Linked DNA regions of Zea mays: region 2 is linked to region 1. The links are chromatin contacts, called in public Hi-C maps. All regions are on one chromosome and are shown on one strand. Each heading gives the region's core, a stretch centred on a gene start, on an enhancer-like site or on the middle of the called end of the contact. The rest is flanking DNA. Distances are from core to core; before and after follow the strand shown. Region 1 holds the start of LOC100193032. Region 2 holds the start of LOC103647038 (RING/FYVE/PHD zinc finger superfamily protein).

Evidence for each region. Hi-C and Micro-C count contacts between places; a contact is called where the count stands out from the background.
Region 2: a contact with region 1 is called in a Hi-C map of leaf, with 4 times the contacts expected there. The contact joins the promoter of LOC103647038 here to the promoter of LOC100193032 in region 1. A contact is called at or near these places in 2 of 25 Hi-C or Micro-C datasets (ear and leaf).

What each region holds. Positions count from the first base shown.
Region 1 is chr2:144,429,969-144,436,834 of Zm-B73-REFERENCE-NAM-5.0, forward strand. It overlaps LOC100193032, which reads left to right and starts at 1,576. Exons shown (of 4, transcript NM_001358526.1): 1 at 1,576-1,671; 2 at 1,927-3,317; 3 at 3,448-3,599; 4 at 5,232-5,884. The coding sequence starts at 2,034. The coding sequence ends at 5,616.
Region 2 is chr2:144,683,233-144,689,865 of Zm-B73-REFERENCE-NAM-5.0, forward strand. It overlaps LOC103647038 (RING/FYVE/PHD zinc finger superfamily protein), which reads left to right and starts at 4,801. Exons shown (of 7, transcript XM_023301652.2): 1 at 4,801-5,199. The coding sequence starts at 4,870.

The DNA.
Region 1 (6,866 bases), core at 326-2,825:
AAGTTTGCTCTTAAAACCAAAATAGGTGAAGTCGTAGCCTTTATTACGCATAGGAAACCAATTGTATTCATACATGTCTCTCTAGCACTTCCTTGCCCTCCACATTCATAAATATGAAAGAGAAAAAAATCTTCTTCATCGACCTTCCTCGAAACCTTTGACCCCTTACTTCCTTAGGCTATCTCCAGCAGCTTTCTTATCTCATCCCCTATCACAGTACTTATTTCAAACACTACTCCGTAAGCAATGCTGCCTACAGTGCAAAATCGTGTTTTACATGGCTATACACATGATGTGTTGGTCAACCTTAGGTTTCATACTCATACTCTCACATGTTAGTAATCCTAATGCAAACTTTGAGTCCCTCGTGCTCAAAAGCAAGAATATACATCCCGACTGTGTTTAGGGCACGTTACACGAACCATTATGAACCATGGATTTCTAAGGCTGTCCGCAGTAGATCATGTAAAATAGAGAATTTGCACTGTAGACGATACTATTTGTAGAGTGGAGTTTGAAATATAAGATGAGATAGAGGATGTGATAGGGTAGCTTCTCAAGATAGCTAAATGCTAAGCTAGCTGAGCATATACATTTAATCATAAGCTGACACTCGCATGAAACGTCAACACTTGTTCATTTTTGGGAACCTTTGTTGAAATGATTTGCCAACATGTTGAAAGGTCCGTGTTTCAAAGAAAAAAGTAATTGAAGGATTGGGGTAGATTTTGAGTGTTTGATTGCATATCTTATTGGTTTTTCATAGTTGTCAACTTAAAGCCATATCCTAATGACTTATAAGTAATTATGATATTTTTGGACTTCTATACTACTTCTATACTTTAAAATAAGACATAAAAACAACATTAGAAAAATATTGCACCTTCGTGAGAAAATGTTCTACTTACAAACTAAATGTGCTTACCAAGAAAAGTATAGAATATGTTTTAGTTCTATGAATAAAATCTTTTAGATCCACTATGAAAAACGTTGTAGCCTCATGAGAAAAAAAACCTAGTTTCCTAACCAAATGTTCCATATTTAGGAGAAATTTAATCTAGCACATCGAAGAGATTTGTTCTAATATCACCAGAAAAATGCTACCGATTTGGTAAAAAAATGCTTATGACATTTATGTGAAATAAAAAAAGATTATAAAACATGAACCAGAACATAAAGTTAAAAAGACCAATACCAAAATTTACCCTACGGTAATGATAAAAAATGAAAAAATCCACTACTGGATCTGGAAAAATAGAGATAACTATTAGATATAAGTTATAATGAAATGTAAGAGCAATAAAAACATAAAAAATAGAAAAATAAGAACGAAGTGTCATGGCAAAATGAAAGAAAAAAATAAAAAGGAAATGGAGAAAGAATAGTTTTTCTCCAGTTTGATGGGCCGCTTTCTCCAATGAAGAAGCGTAGTCATACGTGCGTGCACGTGCAGGAAAAGAAAAGGAGAGAGGAATCGGCCCAGAGAGCGGGCAACGAACCAAGCCGTAAACAGCCCCGGAAAAATTACTCTTGTGGGTTCCCACCTGGCGACTGTTTTTCTTCTCCAGTACACCTCGCCAGCGCGATAACTTAACTGCGGCGGCAGCCGCCGGCCCGCCGCCCAGCTGCGCAGGTCTTCGTCGCGCCGGCCACTAGAACGCAGCACATAAGGTACGCCGGCCCTTCCCCTTCTCTTCCCTTTCCTTCCCTGTGTGCAAAATTGAGCACCCGAACCCTAACTTGAGCTACTTGCTATTTGTATTCGGATCTGTTCTAATCACAAGCGTGTACATGTATTATGCCTACTTAACTTCGGTTTTTCTACCGGGTGTGCATGTCGAAGCCCATGCCCTTTATTGGCTCCATCTCTGTTGTTGTCTGGTGCCCTACTGATTCAGTGCATCCATCCACTGGCGGCCCCATTAGGTTCTTCGTTACGGAGTAAGATCAATTTTAGCCATGGTGCTGGCGCAGCTCGTTTTTCTGAAGTTTCGGGACTTCAATTGAACCCTTGAGTGGACAGCCACAAAACCATGGCTGCGGTTGCCGGCGTGTCGGAACCGCCAATGGTGGAGCAAGTGATCACTGAATTCTTCGCCAAGAGCCTCCACGTCATCCTGGAGTCGCGCTCACCCTATGATTCGTCGCGGAACTTCACACTGCCCTCCCCACCGTCGTCGCCACTGGCTGGCAGCCAGCCACGTGACCGGTGGTTCAACCTTGCTCTCCGGGACTGCCCTGCCGCGCTTGAGAATTTTGACCTGTGGAGGCAGAGCAACCTCGAGCCTCTGGTCATTGACATTGTCCTCCTGCAACGTGACAACACCAGAACCGCCAGTGTCGAGGCCAGCAGGATCATCGAGAGGTGGGTAATTAAGTACGAAACTAGCAGGTCTGGCAATGTTATCAAGAACACTGACAAGAACGCTAGAAGCAGCTGTTCTCAGGATCATAGCTTGTACAGGAGGGCGTACATTGGCTCGACAGTGTTGTTCCGGTCATTGTATCTGGTTGTCAGGCTCTTGCCAGCATACCATCTTTTCGAGGAGCTCAATTCATCTGGAAGGATCTGTCCGTTAAGCCTCTTGCACAGGATTTCATCATTTGTTGAGCCATTCACCCGCGCAGAGGATGCAGAGATGAAACACTTTGCATTTGCTCCGATTGAAACTCTGCTTGGTTCCTTAAGCTTGTCAGTTTCGTATGTACCTGTGTTGGAGTTGGCTGCAGTCCCAGAGCAGTCCACACCAATGCCACCTGAACTTATAAAGGATTATGTCGGAAGCCCCACAACAGATTTTCTTAGGAAGCTTGATTCCCTACCTTCAGATGGCATTGCACCTGCATGTTTTCCAGTGACCAGGCGGCACAGTTGGAGCACTGGGCATGGAGTTAGACCACCGGCATCACCATTTCTTATGAGTTCAGAACCCCATGGACGCCTACAGCCATGTATGCCTACCGATAATTCTCCGACAGCATACATACATCCACATATTACATCATCATCTGAGAAAAAGAGAAATACAGTAAATGAAGAGTGTTATTCATCGCCACCTCTGTCTCCATCACCATCTCATCCGCCTTCTAGCTACCCAAGAAATCCTTTCTTCAGATATGGGAGTGCTCCATTAAGTATTCCCACAGTGAGGGCTGGCGGAGGTGGTAGCAGGCTGCCTCCTTCTCCACGAAGGAAGGATAAACAGCAATGCTCATCTCAAAATGAGAATCTGACACATTCTCCCAATGATAAATCAATAGTATCAAAGGATTTGGTCAAGCTTAGTGAGTTTCATAATGCGAAGTATTTGCAAAAGGTAATTGCATGTTTTCTTGTAATCTCCAACAAAATGTGAACCTTGAGGAACACTAACTGTTATGTGGTTCTCTTGGAGGACTGGATCTCATTTCTGACTTATAAGTTTCTGGTTCTGCTTCTTGCTGCAGGTTTTATCGTTTGGTAATGATGATTTAATGTATTTTCGTGGACTAAAGTTGACCCATACCTCCAGCAAACTTTTCATCATGGATGAACTGGATGAACGGGAGTTGGTTTTTGCATGGGAAGATAAAGACACCATCATTGATCAGCTTAACAGGTTCACTTTCTGGTTTTTGACGAAAATATGTATACTTCATTACATTATGCCATGATGCCATCATTGATCAGCTTAACAGGTTCACTTGCCTGCCATCAGTTCAATTTGTTTTTCTGCTATTTTATTGCATTTGGTCAAAGTTGATTTCTTTTACATGCATAACCTCATGAATGCATGTACCTTCTCTATGTAAATATATGATCTAGGTATCTGATAAAGTTTGAACACCTTTATTTTGGTTTACTAGTTAATAGCACTATTTTTACTCTGGGAATGCCATGGCATGGATTATTGCCATTCACAAAGTGGTCATTTATGTACATAGCTTAGGTAATTTTTTCATGAACTATCTTGGTTTTCAGAAGGCCTTTGAAGCAACAATATTAGAACAAGTCTTCATATTTAAACTGCATGTTATAGGTTTTCACATTTCTATAGGGAAAACTGGATTATTATCTCCTAGAGGATATAAAACAATGGCATTTTCTGATGTATTAGCTTCATGAGAGGACGAATTGGAAATAGGACATCCGTTGGGAAGATAAGAAACATCTTATTTAGTTCAGGTGGCTCTATTGGCTTCTGTAGCTTTTTGCCTATGTAGTAGAGTAATTTCAATGCTCATATAGATACAACTTGATGTTGCTTTTGTATTCAATCCAATTATCAAAAATTCCCCTTTCTATAAGTATTTTCCTGCTAAAAAGGCACCATCCTTTATTTGCAGAACTGTTTTAGATGTCAGTAGATACACAGGTGCATCTACAAATGTAAAGAGTCAGAATAGTTGTGTATGATACTAGTTTACGTCTAATTATTTCATATTCTATGTTCATGTGCATTTCATTTTATAATCATGGTTTTTGTGTTGAAGTGATCTCTTGATGAGAACCTCTTATTCTCTCTATTTTCATGAGATGCTTCTATGTTGCCTGCAATATTTATAGTTCATAGTTCATACATGTCTATTGCTATACATTTGATGATTGGGTTTGCCTTTTTTTTCCAAATGAAACTATCCTCTAGTGAATTATTAATTAGGAGTGTTCTTCAAATGTAACCACCTACTGGGTATGTAATGTCATCTCTTTTCCTACCCTGGTTTCTTTTTCTCAAGTAGTCTTGTTCTTATAATTCTTTGTCTGTGACTATGAATGTAAATTTGTCAGCCAAATTGTTGGAAGTGGATAGTTTATTTAAAACTAGAGCAGCTTATTTTTTGCAACATGAACATCCGTTGTTGTTTTTTCATTGCTACACTAACTACTTGTAGCAACAATTAAGATGATTAGCTAGGCAACAGTGCTGTGGAAGGTACAGCTTATTCTGCTTTCACATGTTAAACTTGTTATTCTGAGATCCAAAATTATGGAGATTATTGCAGAGTCTCATGTTAATCTAATAAAGATAAATATAAGGAACTTAGGGGTAGGTCTTATTACTATCAAGTATAAAGATAATTATAGGGACTGTGGGGGACTTGGCATTAGATTCTTTGGCTAGGTCACAGTATGATCAGTCTCAAACAGTTTCATTCCTTGATATTGTGTTTTTTTTTGTATTCTTGAATTTGCATTCCCTTCTAAATTTCACATAAGCTAATGTAGACCTTCACCTTCGTCTACTTTCCAGGATTGATCTCTCTGACTGGGAGGACCATGAATCGAGCCAGGAACTTGGAGGCTCGTTAACGAGATCTCCAGATGCAGCGATCGGTATTCTTATGCGCGTCCTAAAGAACGCCCCAGGCCTCAGGGAAAGGCTACTGACAGTCCCCAGTGCTGGCACAGTTCCTCAAGAACCTTCTTCACTCCAGAGGGTAGTGACTGAGGAACATGGCAGCGGAGCATCAAGCTCTGCGGTGGTGCCTTCTGCTCTTCTGAGGTCAAGGACAGCGGCGGACGCGCTGCAGGAGCTGAACAGGTACAAGCAGATTAGAGAATCGATACTGAGCCGCAGCAGAGGGCATCCCTGCAGCACCGAGCTGGAGGAGAACCCCGCGGATGGAGACCCATAGCATACAGTATGACGACGAAAGCGAGCTGTATATAAGTAGAGAAGGCTAGAAGCTAGCTGGCTGTCTTTTAAGTTGCTGGTGGCTGCTGAGATGATTTTGGAAATTAGGTAGCTGCTAGGAACTGACCAACTCTCTATATCTGCTATACATGTATAAGCTACGGCAGACATATATATCTGGGATGATGGCCCACTTGCTGGGTTGTGTAAAGTCGAGACGTTTAACTGAAGTTCATGCCGTGAAAATGTGGTTGACCTTGGCTCTGTTCTGTCGACGATTTGTTACCGGACCCATGAAAGATCTTGAAGTGTTCTGTATTAAAAAATAGGATCCATTTTTTTATCTGTTGAGATTTAATCTCGGATAAATGTAGTTTTCGATGCTTCGATGCAAGTGGTACCCAAGAAAGACACTTTTCGTTACTTAGGATCAATGCTTCAGAAAGAGGGAGACATCGATGAGAATGCCAGTCATAGAATTAAAGTTGGATGGTTGAAGTGGTGGCAAGCTGCAGGTGTCTTATGCGACCCCCGGGTGCCACACAAACTAAAAGACAAAAGGCCTGTTTGGAACACTGCCTCGGCAGCCACATCCCGCCACACTCAGGACGCCATAGTTGTGGCGCTCAAATTGGCAGCCGCACCTTAGGCGTGCTGCGGCGCCGCATGCGTCTGTCCAAACAGACCCAAATTCTACAGGACAACAATCTGGTCGGCTATGTTGTATGTAGCAGAATGTTGGCCCACTAAAAGACGACATGTCCAACAACTAAGTGTGGCAGAGATGCGTATGTTGCGCTGGATATGTGGCCACACAAGGAGAGATCATGTCCGGAATGATGATATACGAGAGAGCCACACAAGGAGAGATCATGTCCGGAATGATGATATACGAGAGAGTAGGAGTGGCGCCAATTGAGGAGAAGCTTATGCAACATCGTTTGAGATGGTTTGGACATATCCAACGAAGACCTGAAGAGGCACCAGTGCATATCGGAATAATTAGGCGTCCCGAGAATGTGAAGAGAGGTAGAGGTCGACCAACCTTGACATGGACAGAGGCTGTGAAGAGGGACCTGAAGGAGTGGAATATTGATAAAGAGCTCGTCGTGGATAGGAAGGGGTGGAAGTGTGCAATTCACGTGCCAGAACCCTGATTTGTAGTTTCGTTTTTCCTCCTTAATCGTTTGACCTTTTCTTGTGTCCCTTTAGATCTTACTGGTTCTTGTGGGTTTTATCTCTTTTTATGTG
Region 2 (6,633 bases), core at 3,551-6,050, 260 kb after region 1:
CTGCTTCGAGAATCGCCGGATGTAGTCCCGGAGAGACTCTCCCGGCTGCTGCCGACAGCTTCGGAGGTCCCAGGAATTCCCGGGGCGCACGTACGTGCCCTGGAAATTGCCGGCGAAAGCTTGGACTAGGTCGTCCCAGTTGGAGATCTGCCCCGGAGACAGGTGCTCCAACCAGGCGCGAGCGGTGTCGGAGAGGAACAGGGGGAGGTTGCGGATGATGAGGTTGTCATCGTCCGTTCCACCCAGTTGGTAGGCTAGACGGTAGTCCGCGAGCCACAGTTCCGGTCTCGTCTCCCCCGAGTACTTTGTGATAGTAGTCGGGGGTCGGAACCGGGTTGGGAACGGTGCCCGTCGGATGGCCCGGCTGAAGGCCTGTGGACCGGGTGGTTCGGGCGAGGGACTCCGATCCTCCCCGCTGTCGTAGCGTCCCCCACGCCTGGGGTGGTAGCCTCGGCGCACCCTCTCGTCGAGGTGGGCCCGGCGGTCGCGGTGATGGTGCTCGTTGCCGAGGCGGCCCGGGGCCGCAGGCGCGGTGTTGCGCGTGCGCCCGGTGTAGACCGAGGCTTCCCGCATGAATCGGGAAGTCGCGGCATGAGGTTCCGAGGGGTACCCCTGCCTTCGGGAGGCAGAGCTCTCGGCCCGTCGGACCGCGGCGCCTTCCAGGAGATTCTTGAACTCCCCCTGGATGCGCCGGCCCTCGGTGGTTGATGGCTCCGGCATCGCGCGGAGAAGCATCGCTGCTGCAGCCAGGTTCTGGCCGACCCCACTAGATGCAGGTGGTGGCCTGACCCTGACGTCGTCGGCGACGTGGTGCTGGAAACCCTGAGGCAGATGACGTATTTCTCCGGCCGGGGGTTGACCCGCCCATGCCTGCCCGACGTCCCGGCGGATCGGCTCAAGCGCTCCTGCTCCCTCGTCGAGCCTGGCCTGCACCCCGCGGATTTGCTCGAGCTATGGGTCATGGCCCCCCGCCTGAACGGGGACCACAGCTAGCTCCCGTGGGATGTCAACGCGGGGCACCGGCCTAGGGAGATCACCGTCCTCCGGCATGCCGAGATGATTGCCTTCGGAGGGACCCCCTAGATCGACGTGGAAACATTCGCGGCTTGGGCCGCAGTCCTCGTCGCCGAGGCTGCGACTATCGTCGGAACAGTCGGAGAGGCAGTAGTCACATGCGGTCATGAAGTCCCGCATGGCACCGGGGTTGCCAAGTCCAGAGAAATCCCAACAGATGTTGGGCTCGTCGTCTTCCTCGGACCCAGAGGGCCCGTAGGTCGAGACGTCCGTCAGCTGGTCCCAAGGCGACCGCATGCGAAACCCCAGAGGGTTTGGACTCGCCTCTACGAGAGCGCCCACCAGGGCGAGGTCGCTAGGCGGGTTGAGGCTAAACCCAGATGACGTGGGATGGGAATCGGTCGGTACCTCTTGGTCGACGAGCGGCGATAAAGTCACGTCGGGGACTGACTGCACCGTCGTCTCAGGTACGAGGGTGACGTCAAACAAGCTTTTAGCGAGCGCGCTGGCGTCGTCCGCTTGCTCGGGATTGGCGCGTCGCGGGGAGACGGCGCTCGTCTTCGTCTCAAGCGCGAAGTCGATACCCGGTGCGCCCCTCGTTGGGGTGCCAACGCTGTCGACTCGCTCGACAGCCGACGAGGTGCTGCCTCCTGCTTGGCCTTGGTCGCCCTGCCTTCCCCTCCGTCGGCGGGGGAAAGGGCAGGATGAGCTCGAAGGGTGTTCTTCCACCACGCGGGGAAGACGTCGTCGATTCCGCCGCCGGCGGGCGGGCTGTCGGCCGCCATTGTCGTTGTCGCGCGGCGGTGGAAGGAGTATCATGTCGTAGTTGCCGTCGAGGGACATGAACTCAAGACTCCCGAAACGGAGCACCGTCCTGGGTTGGAGAGGTTGCTGGAGACTGCCCATCTGGAGCTTGACGGGAAGCTGTTCGTCAACACGCAGCAGGCCCCTACCTGGCGCGCCAACTGTCGGCGTTTCGAGACCGGGGGGTCCCTGGGCCGACGAGTGAATGTCGCCGCGTGCCCCAGCCCAGATGGGTCGAGCGCGAGGGCGAGCGCGAAGGGGGGAGAGCGAGGCGGCCGGAGACCGGCGTGAGAGAGGTGGGAATCTCGCGGCCTTCGTGTTCGTCCCGCGCCCAGGTCGGGTGCGCTTGCAGTAGGGGGTCACAAGCGTCCACGCGGGAGAGGGAGCGAGCGGCTTCAAGCGAGCGCCTGTCCCGTCCTCGTCCCCGCGCGGCCAACCCTCTCTAAGAGGGCCCTGGTCCTTCCTTTTATAGGCGTAAGGTGAGGATCCAGGTGTACAATGGGGGGTGTAGCAGAGTGCTACGTGTCTAGCGGAGGAGAGCTAGCGCCCTAAGTACATGCCGTTGTGGCAGCCGGAGGGATTTTGGCACCCAGCTGGTGTGATGTCGTGGCCATCGGAGGAGCGATGGAGCCTGGCGGAGGGATAGCTGTAGGAGCGGTTGAGTCCTTGCTGACGTCCTCTTGCTTCCGTAAGGGGGCTGAGAGCCGCCGTCGTCACAGAGTACGCGGGGCGCCATCATTGCCTATCTGGCGGAGCTAGCCAGATGGGACGCCGGTCTTGTTCCCTGCGGCCCGAGTCAGCTCGGGGTAGGGTGATGATGGCGCCTCCTGTTGACGTGGCTGGTCTGCGCCCTAGGTTGGGCGATGTGGAAGCTCCTCCGAAGCCGAGGTCGAGTCTGTCTTCCGTGGTCGAGGTCGAGTCCGAGCCCCTGGGTCGGGCGAGGCGGAGTTCGTCGTCTCCTAGGGCTGAGCCCAAGTCCGAGCCCTGAGTCGGGCAGAGCGGAGTTCGCCGTCTTCTGGGACTTAGCCCGAGTCCGAGCCCTGGGTCGGGCGGAGCGGAGTTCGCCATCTTCCGGGGCTGAGCCCGAGTCCGAGCCCTGGGTCGGGCGGAGCGGAGTTCGCCGTCTTCCGGGACTTAGCCCGAGTCCGAGCCCTGGGTCGGGCGGAGCGGAGTTCGCCGTCTTCCGGGACTTAGCCCGAGTCTGAGCCCTGGGTCGGGCGGAGCGGAGTTCGCCGTCTTCCGGGACTTAGCCCGAGTCCGAGCCCTGGGTCGGGCGAAACGGAGCTTCCTATGGTGCCTTCGGCAGGGCCTGACTGCCTGTCAGTCTCACTCTGTCAAGTGGCACCGCAGTCGGAGTGGCGCAGGCGGCGCTGTCCTTCTGTCAGGCCGGTCAGTGGGTCGGCGAAGTGACGACGGTCACTTCGGCTCTGCCAGCCGGGGGGGCGCGCGTCAGGATAAAGGTGTCAGACCACCTTTGCATTAAATGCTCCTGCGATTTGGTCGGTCGGTGCGGCGATTTAGTCAGGGTTGCTTCTTAGCGAAGGCAGGGCCTCGGGCGAGCCGGAAATATGTTCGCCGCTGGAGGGGGGCCTCGGGCGAGACGGAAATCCTCCGGGGTCGGCTGCCCTTGTCCGAGGCTAGGCTCGGGCGAGGCGTGATCGAGTCGCTCGAATGGACTGATCCCTGACTTAATCGCACCCATCAGGCCTTTGCAGCTTTATGCTGATGGGGGTTACCAGCTGAGAATTAGGAGCCTTGAGGGTACCCCTAATTATGGTCCCCGACAATTATTATAATTCAATGATGGATAATATTGATGAGGTGACCGATAAGAGGGTGATAGCTTTGGGAGCAATAAAAAAGGACAAGATCATGGTAGCCAGGGCCTACAACAAGAAGATCAAAGCAAAGTCATTTCAAGTAGGGGACCTGGTGTGGAAGACCATCCTGCCTCTAAGGAATAAAGATCGAAAGTTTGGAAAATGGTCGCCAAGCTAGGAGGGTCCTTATAAAGTAAAACAAGTAATGTCTGGTAACGCATATTTACTACAAACATTACAAGGCAAGGATTTACCCAAGGCTTTGAATGGGCGTTTCCTCAAACAGTACCATCCTAGTATGTGGCAAGTTGCCTAAGAGAACTGATGTAATCACATCGAGTTAGTTGCTTTTGGTTTGCTCAACTCCACCAAAAGGCAGGGGGCATATGTTGAGCACTAAAAAGAGCACCGGACAGTCCGCGCAAGCGCAGAACAGATTAGGGTTCCGAGTTTCTTGCTATGTTTGTTGGCGAGAATCTCGGGATTAGCTCGGAATTTTGTTGGTAACGGGTCCAGCCCCCCTCCTCTATAAAAGCAGAGGAATACGACCGATTTAATCAATCAATCAACCCTCAACAATACAATTTATATTTATTCTTAAGAGTAGTTCTAGTCTAGTTTTAGATTAGTCTTCCAATTCCCAAATTCTTCGCTTCTCTTCGACTCTACGTCGATTAGAGCAGTCTAGGTCGGCCTGCCGAGCCTAGACATCTCCTGTGATCTCTCCTCCCCGACGGGGTCCCTCCCGGGAGCGAGATCCAGGTACCGTCGACGACTTCCGCCGCCCCTGCGCACGCGCGGATCGTCCGGCCCCAGGACGCGGGCCGTCCGACCTTCAGGCAGGAAACCCTAGCCTCGCGTCAGGCCGCAGACCGTCCGACCCCTGGCCACGGACCGTCCGCCCCTGTACAGAAAGCACCACCGCTAGTTCATGTTGAGTGATTGACGCCCGAAAAATGTGTCAACACTCGCCACATTAGAAAAAAGTTATTTTTAAAGAAATCTTCTCTTGGCAAATATATAATGACAACGGAAAAAGTGTTAAATGAAAATATGATATATGTGACAGTGGAAAATAGAAAAAAGTTATTTTTAAAGAAATCTTCTCTTGGCAAATATATAAAGACAACGAAAAAGTGTTAAATGAAAATACGCTATCTGTGACCGTGGCAAAAAAAAAAAATCCTTATTTGTGGCAACGGCCAACGCCTCTCGGCACGTGATCGGGACGATGCTTGGAGTTCGGATCAAAAAGTTTCTGCCGACCTCAGCGGACCCGAGGGCCAACGAAGCCCAAAGCCCACAGACGACGCTACGGCCTCGCCTTCCGTTTCTGCACGTTCCTTCTCTGGAAGCCGAGGCCCGCTCGCTCGAAGCGGCTGTTGCGCCGCTCAATTTCAATCCGGAGGCTGAAGCCACGGGGGAGAAGGGCGCATGGTTTCCGCAGCGCGCGCTGCATCCCTTCTGGCCTTGTTGCGGCCTCCGGAGCGCGGATCTTGACATCGGCGACGACAACGGCGAGGAGGAGGATCTTCTCACGGCACTGCGACCCTGCGAGATGGTAAGAGCTCGCGCTCCAGTTCCCACCCTCTTCATTTATGTGGCGCGTTTATTTCTCTTCGTTATTTGGTTGGCTAATTTCTTCGGAGAGTGTTAAAATCCGTGTGGAGCCAACCAACTCTGTGACGGCAAGGTGTTCGAGATCATGCGGATCACATTTGCTCGGCTTTCAGCAGGGAAGGGGAATCTAATCGGACGGAGTCGCGTTATTAGACCTATCCTATTCTTGTGCAGAACGCGCCCATTTGGGCAGGGGCTGGTAGCTGGTACTATTTTGAGAAGGGAACATGTAGGGTAGCACATATTAAGTTATGACCGGATCCAACACCCTTCCACAGCCTCTTTGTTGCCCTGCATTTTTTTTTTCAAAAGAAACACCCTCTACCACCTGCACCGTGATTTTTGCATGAAAGGGAGACGCGCGAGGACGTTGGACATAGGATGGATGGTCGTGTGGTGATTTAATATAGGTACCATGTGCATCGAAGACTCTATGTGCATGTGACGCTTTCTCTTTTCACAGGGGCGGGAGCGAGGCTCCTGCTCGAGGGGAGCTTTGGGGGGGGGGGGGGGGGGGGCATGACGGAGACGAGTCCCCAGCTCCTGGTTTTGCATAAGAATAGTCAAATATCTTGTCGTCCAGAAACACGCTATTACTGCCGTGTCTCCTAAGCCTTTCCATTATCAATTGTTGTGCCAATTTTCTAACTCTGAAACACTTTTGAATTTTGTTTGTGTGTGTTAGATTTTGTGTATAAACTACAGTTTCAGATTGGTAGAATCCTGCTGGCAAAAATGTTGCCAAAATGCCAACACAACTTTGAAAAGAGCTTACTTAGGCAATGAAGTCTTGTGGAGTGAGAGAAAAATTGGTAATATCAAGGTGCAGCTTGCCATGGCTAAGGAGGTCCTTCATCGGTTTGAAATTGCTAGGGATCGCTGCACTCTATCTGATGGGTAAGAATGGCTGCGTAGGAAACTCAAAATGCACTGTCTCGGCCTTGCCTCGCTTGAGTGTACTATTGCCCGTTCTTGAAGATGATCTGGGCGCCAATCACTACGAGGAGTACCAGCAACGGTGCTCTCTGCAGCAGCGTGGATGGTCCGCTGTGTAGGACCAGACAGTCCGCAACCTGCGGCAGGAGCCGAGTCTTCTCTCCGCTGAGCTGGATGGTCCGTGCCTGGTGGCCGCACGGCCTGCGTGTGCGCAGAGGTGGCGGCGTTAGCCAACAACACCTGGATCCGACCCCCGGGAGGGACCTCGTCAGGGAGGAGAGATCCTATGTTTTGTCTTGTGATCGACAGGCCACTCAAGACGCCTCCAGACGATGTAGAGTCGAAGAGAGGTGAAGGTTGAGGTGAAGAAGGCTACGTTACTCTCTACTCCTAGGGCAAAAGGAAAGGAACATAAGATATATTGATTTTGATTCGACTG